Regions from separate parts of the Mus musculus genome. Here regions 1 and 3 are each linked to region 2. A link is a contact called in public HiChIP or PLAC-seq data. All regions are on one chromosome and are shown on one strand. The core of a region is the stretch at or near the end of the contact, and the rest is flanking DNA. Distances in the headings are between cores, read along the strand shown. Region 1 overlaps Map3k13 (mitogen-activated protein kinase kinase kinase 13). Region 2 overlaps Vps8 (VPS8 CORVET complex subunit). Region 3 holds the start of Ehhadh (enoyl-Coenzyme A, hydratase/3-hydroxyacyl Coenzyme A dehydrogenase).

Evidence for each region. HiChIP or PLAC-seq counts read pairs in DNA pulled down with a chosen protein or histone mark.
Region 1: a contact with region 2 is called in an H3K27ac HiChIP or PLAC-seq map of embryonic stem cells, with 6 read pairs. The contact joins two enhancer-like sites. A contact is called at or near these places in 1 of 39 promoter capture datasets (hippocampal neurons), 3 of 115 datasets of contacts at active chromatin or transcription factors (double positive thymocytes and embryonic stem cells) and 1 of 9 other capture datasets (embryonic stem cells).
Region 3: an H3K27ac HiChIP or PLAC-seq map of embryonic stem cells shows a contact between it and region 2, with 5 times the contacts expected there. The contact joins the promoter of Ehhadh here to the enhancer-like site in region 2. A contact is called at or near these places in 16 of 39 promoter capture datasets (the 3T3-L1 cell line, the C10 cell line, the HPC-7 cell line and 9 more), 2 of 15 datasets of contacts at CTCF or cohesin (the NIH/3T3 cell line and large pre-B cells), 6 of 484 Hi-C or Micro-C datasets (the CH12 cell line, the N1E-115 cell line, bone marrow-derived macrophages and 3 more), 14 of 115 datasets of contacts at active chromatin or transcription factors (the 230-238 cell line, the SCID.adh cell line, astrocytes and 9 more) and 3 of 9 other capture datasets (embryonic stem cells, liver and pancreatic islet).

The regions. Positions count from the first base shown.
Region 1 is chr16:21,906,493-21,910,491 of GRCm38.p6, forward strand. It overlaps Map3k13 (mitogen-activated protein kinase kinase kinase 13), which reads left to right. Exons shown (of 13, transcript NM_172821.3): 6 at 1-61; 7 at 2,173-2,282. Among named protein-coding and RNA genes, the nearest start is that of Map3k13, 17 kb to the left of the region's middle. Within about 2 kb of position 2,534, at least 37 of the 459 cell types and tissues checked have an H3K27ac peak or open chromatin away from gene starts, as enhancers often do. A contact at or near this core is called in embryonic stem cells, where this site is marked.
Region 2 is chr16:21,483,506-21,487,722 of GRCm38.p6, forward strand. All of the region lies in intron 20 of Vps8 (VPS8 CORVET complex subunit), which reads left to right. Among named protein-coding and RNA genes, the nearest start is that of Vps8, 62 kb to the left of the region's middle. Within about 2 kb of position 2,381, at least 9 of the 459 cell types and tissues checked have an H3K27ac peak or open chromatin away from gene starts, as enhancers often do. A contact at or near this core is called in embryonic stem cells, where this site is marked.
Region 3 is chr16:21,786,549-21,790,424 of GRCm38.p6, forward strand. It overlaps Ehhadh (enoyl-Coenzyme A, hydratase/3-hydroxyacyl Coenzyme A dehydrogenase), which reads right to left and starts at 1,286. Exons shown (of 7, transcript NM_023737.3): 1 at 1,159-1,286. The coding sequence starts at 1,232.

The sequences.
Region 1 (3,999 bases), core at 1,284-3,783, 420 kb after region 2:
TCTGGATATCGCGTCTGCAGATGTGCTCGCCACCCCTCAAGAAACTTACTTCAAGTCTCAGGTAAGCCAGCACATCCCTGCCTCGTGGGACTGAAGGGACAGCTAAGAAGTACTGTTAACCACGTAACAGTCACATGACCCTATTCGTTGTGAGACAGTAACTGTGATAGTTGGAGGTGCGACTGTGAATCCTGGTGGCGTCGTTAAGAGGGGAGAGGGTGTGAGGGCCGCATCGAGGCTATACTGGAGTCAATGTCACTGCTGCTCCTCATGAAGGCCTTGCTCACTTTGATGCACAAAAGCTGAAAACTAGGGCAGGAACTTGAGGACCAGACACAGCCACGACAGAATTACAGCATCTGTTAGCCGTCACTGTACTAAAATTTCCCACAACTTACATGTTAAAAAAAAAGTATTTATTTAGCCTACCATTCTGTAGGCAGTTTAAGCCACACAGTTTCTGTGATGCTTTGGAATTACCTGGATGTCTGTAGTCAGATCCCAGGTGAGCAGGAAGGTGGCTGGTCCCAGGTGGTCCCTTAACAGGTGTGTTGGCGTCTGGCTAGGAGCTAGAGCTCCTCTGTCCTGCCTGGCCGCTAGCTGGGCCTCAGGCTAGGCCCGCCTTAAGCTAGCCCCACCTCAGGCTAGGCCCGCCTCAGGCTAGCTCAGGCTTCCTCACTCCTGTTTGCTTTCACAGTGGCAAATGGATCAGGAAAGCAAGGCCAGTACAGGTGATGTTCATGCTGCATGGCATCGTGCTTGCCATAGTGCCACACTGGCTGAAGCAGGTCACGGGCCACCAGACTAGACTCTCCAGACTGAGGACAGAGCAGGCTAGACAGGCACGGAGCCAGAGAAGGGGAGGAGTATGGCTGTTGGGTGAAAATGCAGTAAGGATGGTGCTCTGCCCACTGTCACTATGAGCAAGGAGCGAGCAGAGACGAGGAAATGTTTCCTATCCCTAGCCAGACACGGGCATGATCACAAGGCATAGTGGTAATTAATCCCTCTGTGTGTACAAGATCATCATCATCATCATCATCGTGGCAGCACTAGCAGTGGAACCTAGGGCCTCTCAGGTGCTGGGCAATCACTCTCCCACCAGCTCTACCTTAGACTTTATTGTTGGTGTTTTGTTTTATTTTGTTTTGTTTTTATACAAGGTCTTGCTAAGTTGCCCAGGCTGGCCTTGAACTCCCTCTATAGCACAGACAGATCTTGAACATGGGATTCTTCCTGCCTCATTATCTAAATAGCTGGGCTTGTAGGCCGGCACCACGGGCCCAGCTTAGAACTGAACCATTAGTACTAACTTTCATAGTAGACATATGGCTTTTTCTCACTTAATGTTATTAAGTTTCTAAAATGAATTTTTCTGACTCGAATTCCATCTCTGCAGTGGCTCCCAATATTATTTCAAAGATTTATTGTCAGAAGAGACAGTTTATTACATATATTTATTGACTAAAAATTAAATGCAAAAATAAATGTTAGGGTAGGGGCAGATGCAGAGACCCACAGCCAAACATTAGACGGAGCTTAGGGAATCCTAGTGAGAAAGGGAGGAGGAATTGTAGGAGCCAGGGAGGTTGAAGAAACCACGAGAACGTGGCCCACAGAATCAACTAAGCAGAGCTCACAGGGCCTCCCAGGGGCCTATGTAGGTCTGACCTGTCCGTATGTGTCATGGTTGTGTACTTGACATTCTCATGGGACTCCTAACAGTGCAAGCAGGGGCTGTGTCTCTCTGGGATGCTGGGCTTCTGAGCTTCTCTTGGGTTTTTGTCCTAAGCAAAGCCAGTGTGACAGCGGACGTGAAGATGACTCAGAACCTCCCAGACCTGTGAACCTCCGTCAGCAGGACTTTCTTTCTGCCTCCATACTCCCTTGCCGTCAGCTGATCACTTTTGTCCAGATCACTGTACCCTGTGCTGTTCTGATGGCCACTGCTGTGGAGAAACTGGAAAAGAGACAGCACTGTGTCAGGACAGAGGGTGGGGTGGGGATGTTTGGGGTTTGATTTGGCACTTCTGGCACTCCCCTGCCGGAGCTCTTGTAGGAAGTTTGGGGAAAGCATGCAGAGGCACAGAAGGAAATGCCTTGCACACGGTCCTATGGACCCGTCAGGGAAGGAAACTACAACATTCACAAAATTAAACTTTCCTCACTCAGGCTGAATGGAGAGAAGAAGTGAAGAAACATTTTGAGAAAATCAAAAGTGAAGGGACCTGTATACACCGATTAGATGAAGAACTGATTCGCCGGCGCAGGGAGGAGCTCAGGTCAGCTGACCCCGCCCCTCTTCTCACCCCAGTGCTCTGGTCAGCTGACCCCGCCCCTCTTCTCACCCCAGTGCTCAGGTCAGCTGACCCCGCCCCTCTTCTCACCCCAGTGCTCAGGTCAGCTGACCCCGCCCCTCTTCTCACCCCAGTGCTCAGGTCAGCTGACCCCGCCCCTCTTCTCACCCCAGTGCTCAGGTCAGCTGACCCCGCCCCTCTTCTCACCCCAGTGCTCAGGTCAGCTGACCCCGCCCCTCTTCTCACCCTAAGGTTCAGACATGAGCAGGAACACTGGTGAATCGCCACTTCCTTCTCCCTCATCTTTCCCCTAGCTTTCTCAGTTGCTCAGATTTGGCCTTCCCGGGGAGTCTGAAAAGGCTGATCTCAAAGAAGCAGAGACTAGGATGGTGCTTGCTGTAGACTGGGAGGTTGTGCAGAGGGATGGGCGGGGGAGGGGGGAGAAGCTGACTAATGGATGCTGTTATAATTAGAAGAAAGTTCTTCAATTCTCGTCACGACAGGTAAAGATAATAGCTTAATAGCTCACCTCGCTTCCTCCCTCACTCGGAGTCGTTTGTTTGCTTATTTGAGGCAAGGTCTCTCTGTGTGGTCCTTGCTAGCTTGGGTCTTAGTATGTAGATTATGCTGCTAGAAATCACTGGAGCCTGCCTTCCTCTGCCTCCTGGATACGAGGATTGTAGGCCCGAGCCACCACACTTAAACTTTGGGATTTCTTTTTTTCTTCTTCTTTTTTAATTTTGAATTAAAGAAGCTTAGAAGAACGGATTTGGAATATTTCCAGCATAAAGAAATGATCATTGTTGGAGGAGACTACCATGGTTACCCTGATTTTTTCCCACTTTTATTATTTTAAATTATATTTGAGTCTGTGTATGACCACATGAGTGTGGACGCCCACAGAGGCCAGGCGTATCACATGTCCTGGAGCACAGGTGGTTGTAAGCCACCTGATGGGGTGCTGGGATCTGAACTCCGGTCCTCTGGAAGAGCATTTATCCAGTACATGCATTTATCTGCTGAACCATCTCTCCAGTCCCTGATTGGAACACTGTACAACAAATACATATATCAGAATATCACTTGGTACCTTGTAAATACATACAACTTTCGTGTGAGTTAAAAAAAAATGATTAACAACAACAACAACAACAAAAACGATTAACAAAAGCCGGGCATGGTGGCGCACTCCTTTAATCCCAGCGCTCGGGAGGCAGAGGCAGGCGGATTTCTGAGTTCGAGGCCAGCCTGGTCTACAAAGTGAGTTCCAGGACAGCCAGGGCTATACAGAGAAACCCTGTCTCAAAAAAACAAAAAACAAAAAACAAAAAAACAAAAGAAAAAAATAAAAAGATTAACATATGAACAACAGAAGCTTACCCTGTAGTTAGCAATGGTTCAGTGACAAGGTCTTGCCACAGGAGTATGAGGAACTGAATTCGAATTCCCAGATCCCATTCAAAGCAGGCCATGGCAGCTGTGACCCAAGAGCTCCTGGGGCAAGATGGGAGGCAGTGACAGGAGGCTCCCAGAAGCTTCTGAGTCAGCCAGCCTGGGGTGTGCAGTGCAGAGGCAAGCAGGGACCCCTGCTCAGCACTAGGTGAGGATCGACAGCTGAGGTTGACCTTGGACCTCCACATGGACACCATGGTCCATGTACACCCACACACATAGCTTCCTTCATGTGTAACTCTTTACCGCC
Region 2 (4,217 bases), core at 1,131-3,630:
GGGTGTGGGTGATGTTTCATATTCAGAGTTCGACATTTTGCAAATTCACAACATCTACAAATATGGAGAGAACTATTTACCTAAAGTTAGATGCTAGAAGAGACTTCTAAGACTTCAAAGAGGAGAATAACCCAGCTCAGATTTTGCCTACTAAAGCACTAAGGAGTTCAAGCAGTCCATCAAACAACTAACCATCCAGGCAAACCAACCAGTGATGATTGACAGAGATTCCCTGAACAGATAGATCTGCATGTGAAAAGTGTGTGCCTTTCATTTTCATTGAATTCTTACCGTTCCACGAAATGTAGACATAATGTTTTGTCGTCTTTGTATCTGAGGAAGCTCAGAGGCTAAGTTACTTTCCAAGATAGTACTGCTGCTAAAGTGGTAAAGCCCAGACTCAGATCTGAGTGTTCCGGACTTCAGAGCCCAGCTCTTAACAGCCATGTAGTGCTGTGTCCAGAGCAGACAGATGACAGTGCGCCACTGAGTGGGACTGAGTTAAGTGGCTAATCATGGTGATAACCACATGGCTGGCTAGGTACCCAGCAGTGTCCTGGCCTGGTAGGCACCAAGACTTGGGTCTGAGCTGCAGTATTATGTAGGAGACAGCACACACTTAAAAAGCACATAGGAGGCGGAGGCAGGAGGATGGATCAGAAATTCAAGTCATCTTTGCCTGTGCTCAAAATTTAAAATAAATAATTCTAGTAAACACCTAATCTTTTGGTTTCTAAACATCTAATGACAGACTCTATTACAAACCTTTTGCCTTAATCTATTTAGTGTTATGAAAAAAATCTAAAGCTAGTTACTTTATAGGCAAAAATAGATCCATTCAGCTCACCTTTTTTGCAATTTGAGAGTGTAGCACTGGTATCTGGTCAGTCACCTTAGGTGGGGGCTTTGAGGAAAACGGCACTGTCATGTCAGAAGGGTATGTGTGAGTGTTGGGTAGTGCATACCCAACAGTACTCCAAAGGTTCTGGGCTCATTTTAGCAGTTTGCTCTCATGGACTCCTATGAGGAAAACATTTTCTTTTCTTAGAGACATAATTAACTTTCCACCAGACTACAGCTCCTGAAAGTTCAACCATCATTAAGCATCCCCACCCCAGGGACCAGGCTTTGAGCGGGCAGAGTCGTGTTTAGGCAGTGCATGGTTGCTGCATATCACCCATGTAATTCTTAGCAGAACTCTCTAAGGCAGGCGCTGTTACTGCTCCCCGTTATACATGGCATGCAGGCACAGAGAGACGAGGTAAGTCGCTTAGGGCACATAACAAGGAAGTTAGTGACTGAATGTAAACATTTGGACTTCAGGGTTTCCATCTGCAGTTCTTCACTGTGTAGTTGAACAAGACTTCTTTTCGTGTGAACATAGTTCAAAAAGTCCAGATAAACGTTACGTGTTAGAGAAATTAACGCCAGAGCCCAGTGTGTGTGACGTGTGTAGCTACAATATAATTGTTCACATCTTGAAGACCCCAGGTGTTGTGGAACATCCCCAGTCACAGCATTTGCACACAAACATATTTTTGGTGGCTTGTTATTCATTCTCTCTTAATGTACTTTCATATTTTTAAGTTTTTTCTGTATGATCAGTTTATTACCAGGGCGGAGTAGGCACTTTTCAGTAAATGTTTTGCCGTAGTACTATTTATATATAGAAGCGGCACTGATACTCTTCTATCCACTGAAAGAGCACTCTAAAACCAGACACAGAAAGCCAGTTTTGTATAGGTTATATCCTCCTTTTCTACCAGTCTGTAATGTCAGGCTCCTGTGATTAATCTTTGCATATATGTATATGTGCATATAGTGTGTGTGTATGTGTGTGTCTGTGTGTGTGTGTGTGTGTGTGTGTGTGTGTGTGTGTGCGCGCATGCATACCTTCATACCCAAGTTTTGTTTTTTGTCTTTTTTTTTTTTTTTTTTTTTTTTTTTTCAAAACAGGGTTTCTCTGTGTAGTTCTGGCTGTCCTGGAACTCACTTTGTAGACCAGGCTGGCCTCGAACTCAGAAATCTGCCTGCCTCTGCCTCTGCTGCGTTTAAAGGCATGTGCCACCACCGCCGGCTCATACCCAAGTTTTTATCAGTGACATAAGTAAAGTTAGTTTATTGACAAGCCTGTCAGGGCTAGGTAGCAGCAAGAGTCAAAATTGAAAATGATCTTGATAAGAAAATCCCATTTAATTGTGTATAAACCTGACAAGATTAAACATTAGATTCAAATTTGTTTACTAGATTTGAAAGGTGTAGCTAGGTAGGAGTTAGAAATATCTTTAGTCCTAGTGTACTGACCCCCAGTACTCTCCTAACACCCTCCTGCGCCTGTCTTGTGAGCAGCTCTCCTCCCACTGTCATGTGACTTGCCAGCTTTAAGTGGGGCTGCGCCTGTGTGCATAGGTTGGGGCTGTTTACTGGAAGGAATGCCCCTCCCCTGCAACAGTAACAGCAGGGTGTCAGCCCTCATCCCCAAGGGCTCAGTCTGTTCAGGCCCACGAGCAGAGGCCCTGGTAGGGCCCATGACCTCTTGAGGCATGGGCTCTTGACCAGGATCACAGTACGAGAAATGAATTTCCTCCTCTGGAGCAGGCCTGAAATACGACCAGGAAGTGATTGGTTAACCCCTTACCAGTCCCACACTGTTGTACCAAGGGCACATCCTGAATAAGGCTAAAGTCCCCGCTGGCTCTCCTTGGAGCTGATGGCAGGTCCATTTAGAGCTGGGCACTCAGCATCACTCGCTCTCAGCACTTGGACCAGCTGTGAGTCTGCATTAACTCCCACCCACTGCAAAGAGAAGCCTGTCTGACCAAGGCTGAGATGCAAGCGGCACGTGAGGTGGACCGGCAGGAGAAGATGTTGGATTGTGATGAGACACTTTATATAACTCCAACTTGCAGGTGACTGAGACCCAAGGATATTCAGTTCAAGACTATCTCTTGCTGCACAGTGATTTTGAGTCCAGTCTGGCTTCCTAGCAGGGAGAAAGGGAAGAGAGGGAAGGAGAAGAGGGAGCAAGATGGTGCATTTCAGTTTGAAGTGAAGTGCTGTTGAGGAGATAGCTCTTGGATTTATGCCTTTCTTTTGTTTGTCCTACTCAAATGAAGGGAGGATGGCTTCTGAACAGGAGGGGCATTTCGTAAGTTTTTATTATTATATGTTAATTTTATTCTGCTATTTCCATACATGCATGTGTATGTAATGTTTTGATTATACCCCTGTTGCCCTCTCTTCTCTCCCTTTCCTTTCTTCTTCCCACCCCATCCACTTCTACGTGTGTGTCTAGTCTCCTGTCTTTTCTTTCTTGCAAATCCTTTCCCTCAGCAGTGAGTAAACTGCCTGTGCACCTGCAAGAAGTGGTGGGACCCTCTCTATGCCTCTCGATGGACCAAATCCAGCGTAGGTCCTATGAAGGCTCCATGACACTCTGACTCTTCCTCTGGCCCTCACATTCGTATGTTTCTTTTTTGCGATGTACCTTGGGGCAGGTGGTGTAGATACCCTCTTAGCTGGTATCTGAGTACTAAGGGTCACCTGTCTCGTTAACCACCGCCTAGTGTCAAAGCTTCTCTCACCAGGCCTAAGAGCAGCAGTGCTTTGGCATCAGCATGGATATGTAGAAGGCAAGTTGAGAGGCACATCATGCCCAGTTGGCAAAACAGTTGTAGCTTCCTCACTAGGACTGGACTTTTGATCAGGCTACCAGAGTGAGTTCCCTCCTGTAGAGCAGGCTTCAACTCCAATCAGAAAAACGCTGGCTATCCCCTTAAGTGGGCACACCTTGACTGGCTTGCACCTGCTGTAACTTGAAAGCCTCACATTAGTGATAGTTCTCCCCCAGCAGCCTACATAGCACCTTCTAGCACTGTGAAATGTCAATAAGTTCAGCTTTGTTTCTTTATGGCCTGAAGCCAAAGCACCTGGTGCCTTGCACAGTTGGGTCTTACCATTGAGTTGCCATGGGCAGTCAACAGCAATGGTCATAGTATTTATTGTTTTGGGAACCAGTGGAGCCTTTCTGACCAACAACTCATAAGGAGGTAGTCCACTCCTAGCATTGAGATTCTGCCCTTCCTTTCTTGCTTCCTGCCTGTGTCTGTGTCTGTAACTGAGTCTGTTTCTGTCTGTGACTGTTTCTGTGTCTGTGTTTGTCTTAGTTCTGTGTGTCTGTCTCTTCCTGTCTGTGTCTGTCTGTGATTGTGACAGTG
Region 3 (3,876 bases), core at 36-2,535, 300 kb after region 2:
TGTTTGCCAAAGATCGCCAATGCTGGGCTTGTTGGTGGTAGACTTTCATAGAAGGACTGGACCAGAACACTCTGATTATCCAGCCACCCCTCTTTGCCCTAATTGTACCCTTGGGTCTCTAGGAAGGACTAGAGGATATAGGTAGGGAAGGATTAGGGGAGGGAGTTCTTTATTTATTTTTTTTTTCTTTAGTTTTTCGAGACAGGGTTCCTCTGTGTAGCCTTGGCTGTCCTGGAACTCACTTTGTAGACCAGGTTGGCCTCTAACTCAGAAGTGCTGCCTCCCGAGTGCTGGGATTAAAGGCGTGCGCCACCACGCTCGGCTGGGGAAGGGGTTCTTAACTGCCACGGGGAGTCATGATCTTTGCTGGGGAGGGCTGATTCCAATGTGGCAGTTCTAAAGTCACTCATGCTCCTGTCCCCGCCCTCCCCTCCCCCAACCTGCCCCCAGCGCACCACCCTGTTCTGAAAGTAAGCCTAAATCCATTGCATTGGTCCCCTGCAGAGTGAACAGGGCTGGAACTGTACCTAGGTTTGTCCTTTAGACTGTAAGGTCTCACCTGAGAAAAGGGTTTTAGCAAGGTCTCACCAGTGAAAATTATACAGTATCTGTCACAATCCTGTCCACCACTTCTGCAATGTATGGGTGACTCCTCCTGAGGCTAATATAGAATTATACTCTATTCGCCGGTGATATGGAGTGAACAGGGTAAATGAATATCATTTTTTCAAGAAGACAGATCTCATTTATAATAGTAATGTGCTAAGTGCATTGCACAGGAGGGCACTGCAGGTGGTGTAAATGAAACTTCAGCTTTTCAGAAAATACTATCCAGTAGGCCTCCTCTGACAGGGAGAGTTGACACTCAAGGCACTAAACTCTGCTTTTCTACGAGTCAGCTAACTATAGCTTTTGGCATCACAGAGACGCTGGGGTTGCAAGCCGGCAGTAAGGTTGCAGGAAGGGGTTCAAGCAGACACTTGCTGCATCAACCTCACCTTTGTAAGTTCCTGATTCGCCAGAACCAAACGTGGGCCTCGCAGTGAGGTCAACAGCTGACAGAAGGAAGGCCGGAGCCAGCTGCTCATTGGCCCGCCCTTCCAGCTGAGACAAGCCCCCTCCTAGACCCGCCACACCCCACTGTCCGGGCGGTGTTACCTGATGGCATTGACCGGTGGATTGCAGAGGCGGATCATAGCCAGGGAGTGGGGCAGCCTCAGATACTCAGCCATTTTCTCAAGGTATCCTGCGCCTCTGATGTCTGGGGCAGCCCGGGGCTCCTTTTCTGGGCCGCCCTGAGAGGAGGGGCGTGCTCTGAGCCAATGGGAGCCGCTGCTACCGCCTCCTGCCCCTTGCACTTCGTGCTCCCTGGGGCGGGCTGCGCTCCAAGGAGCGCGATCTTCCTATGCTTCCAAAGGGAATGTCCACAGGCAAGCCAAACTGCTGGGTCACACCACCAACGTCAATCACATGTTCACAAAACAGCCATTTACCAGGGCACGAAGCCCCGGCCTTCTCTAGTTCTGTCCCTCCTAAAGGCTGGGATTTTTCACAGTTCATCCAGGAACTGCACACATATTATGGGCTGGACGTAGGCTGCAGCCTGACAATAAACCATGCCTTGTCTCTTCCCTCTAAAACAGCCTGGGGCACGGTCCTTCCAGCTGCGCATGGCTCCTCTTGGTTGCCAAAGTCCACCAAGTGGACAGAAGACAGTGTGCAGGTTGACAAGTAAAACCGTACTTGTAAATCTTCACTGATGTTTCACAAGTTTTAACAATGTCTAAATATTATTTCTAGGAATGTTACTTCTAGGTATGGTGTCTAGGAGAAATCAGTCCCAGCATCCTAGGAACCTGAGCAGGTAGAGTTCAAGGTTTAATAGCACTGAGTGGCCTTATTACACCCCACCCCCTTGGAGCAAGGATCGATAATAAGCCCTCTTTGGAGTCATCTCAAGACACTTTATAATCTCCATCTGTAGGACTCGGTCACTGGCCATTAGGTTTGCACTTTTATTTTAATTGAGCACGGAACTTTCTGTGGTGTCTCCCACAGTGGGTTCTTGGTGAAGGCTTTAATATAAATCCATTAAATGGCTTGGATGTTTACAGTTGGCACCTCGGTGGGAGCAGAACCAGCGAAAGGCAAGTAAGGCATTTAGGGAACAAAGTTCAAAGGGCAGTTCCAATCAGGTTCTGCCAGTGCTCCTCAACAGCAAAGCCTCCTATCACTTAGTCCCTCTGTAAGTGGCAGAGGAATAGGGATACAGCTAGGTGGCAGCACAGTGGGTTCTCTTTTCCTAATGGTACAGAATTGTCTACAAGCATGGGTTCCAAAGTTGCTGAGTTCATGGATGCCAATTAAGCAGGTTCTACCGTGTTGCTGTGTGTAGATAGTCTTTTGATCTTCCATATCCTTCTATTTTACTTATTTTGTCTTACAAATGTAACCATACTTTTGGCTACGTTCCTGGATTACCTACTATCTTTCTCCACCCCAATCCCTTCCAACCCCACAACACTAGGTCAGTCAGAAAGAGAGTTAGAGGGAAAGGGGGCGTAGATCTGTTTAGACTACTTTCTGCTGATTAAGGGCATCAAGTTCCTTAGGGGCAAGTCCAGTCTTTGTCTTCAGGATATCCAATTTCTTCTTCTCATCTTTGCTCACAGCAACAGGAACCAGCAGCAGCAGCAGTGGTGGAGGCAGCAGCGGCAGCAGCAGCAGGGGGGCAGCAGCCTCCACAGCTTCTGGGTCTCTGGCATTTTTATACCCTTTCAAGAGTCCACAGAATTCCAAATGTAAACTAATTTTTTTTTTTTTTTGGCAGAATCACACCCCTGCCAGAGCATGAGACGAATCATAGTCAGCTGCTGTGAGAGCAACCCCATATTCCACACCTGGGACTAAAACAAAACATATTCACACACCATAACTGTTTTCAAAAAAGAAACAAAATTCTTACTACATACACAGTGCTACTTCATAGGATATCACTGTCTTAGGCAAGCACCTCACTCTTTCACTGTAGCAACTGTGTCATCTTACATCCTATGTTCACAGGGTATCTCAGGTTTGTTAATGCTTCAAAAAAAATCACTATAAGCCCTGAAACCACTACAGTGCCCAGAGGGTAAATGCTGAACTCTGTCACAAATACTGAGTTTTTGCCTGCTGGACCATGCAGGTCTCTAACTACTCGAAGAACAGGGTTGGCTATCTCTTACCATCTCCAGATCCTTATCCACTGAAAAGCTCAATCTGTTTTCTATCAGACAAGGATTCCTTGGTATAGTTTAAATTCAGTCTCATTGAAAGGAAGGAAAATATTCATGAGTCACTACTGACCATTATCATTTTAACTTTGCATTATGTAAGTTTTCAAGCGTGCACCAAAAGTAATAATATAATAAAACAACAATAACAGTATGTGGCCATTTTGATCATTGTTATCATCTTGTGTTTTACAGTAAGTCCGATCACAAAACCATAGTGTTTTGGCATTGGCTCTGCTGAACACGGTGTTATGGTACTACAGTGGTTCGAGCCTGCAATCCAAATATGCAGGAGGTAGAGGCAGGAGGATCACTGTGAGTTTGAGACCACCCTGGGCTATATAGATGAGGCCTCAAAACAAGCAAATAGGGCTTGTGAGATGGCTCAGTGGGTAAGAGTACCCGACTGCTCTTCCGAAGGTCCAGAGTTCAAATCCCAGCAACCACATAGTGGCTCACAGCCATCTGTAACAAGATCTGACTCCCTCTTCTGGAGTGTCTGAAGACAACTACAGTGTACTTACATATAATAAATAAATAAATCTTTAAAAAAAACAAGCAAATAAGGATGATGCAATGGCTTTCTCTCCATTCTTTCTAA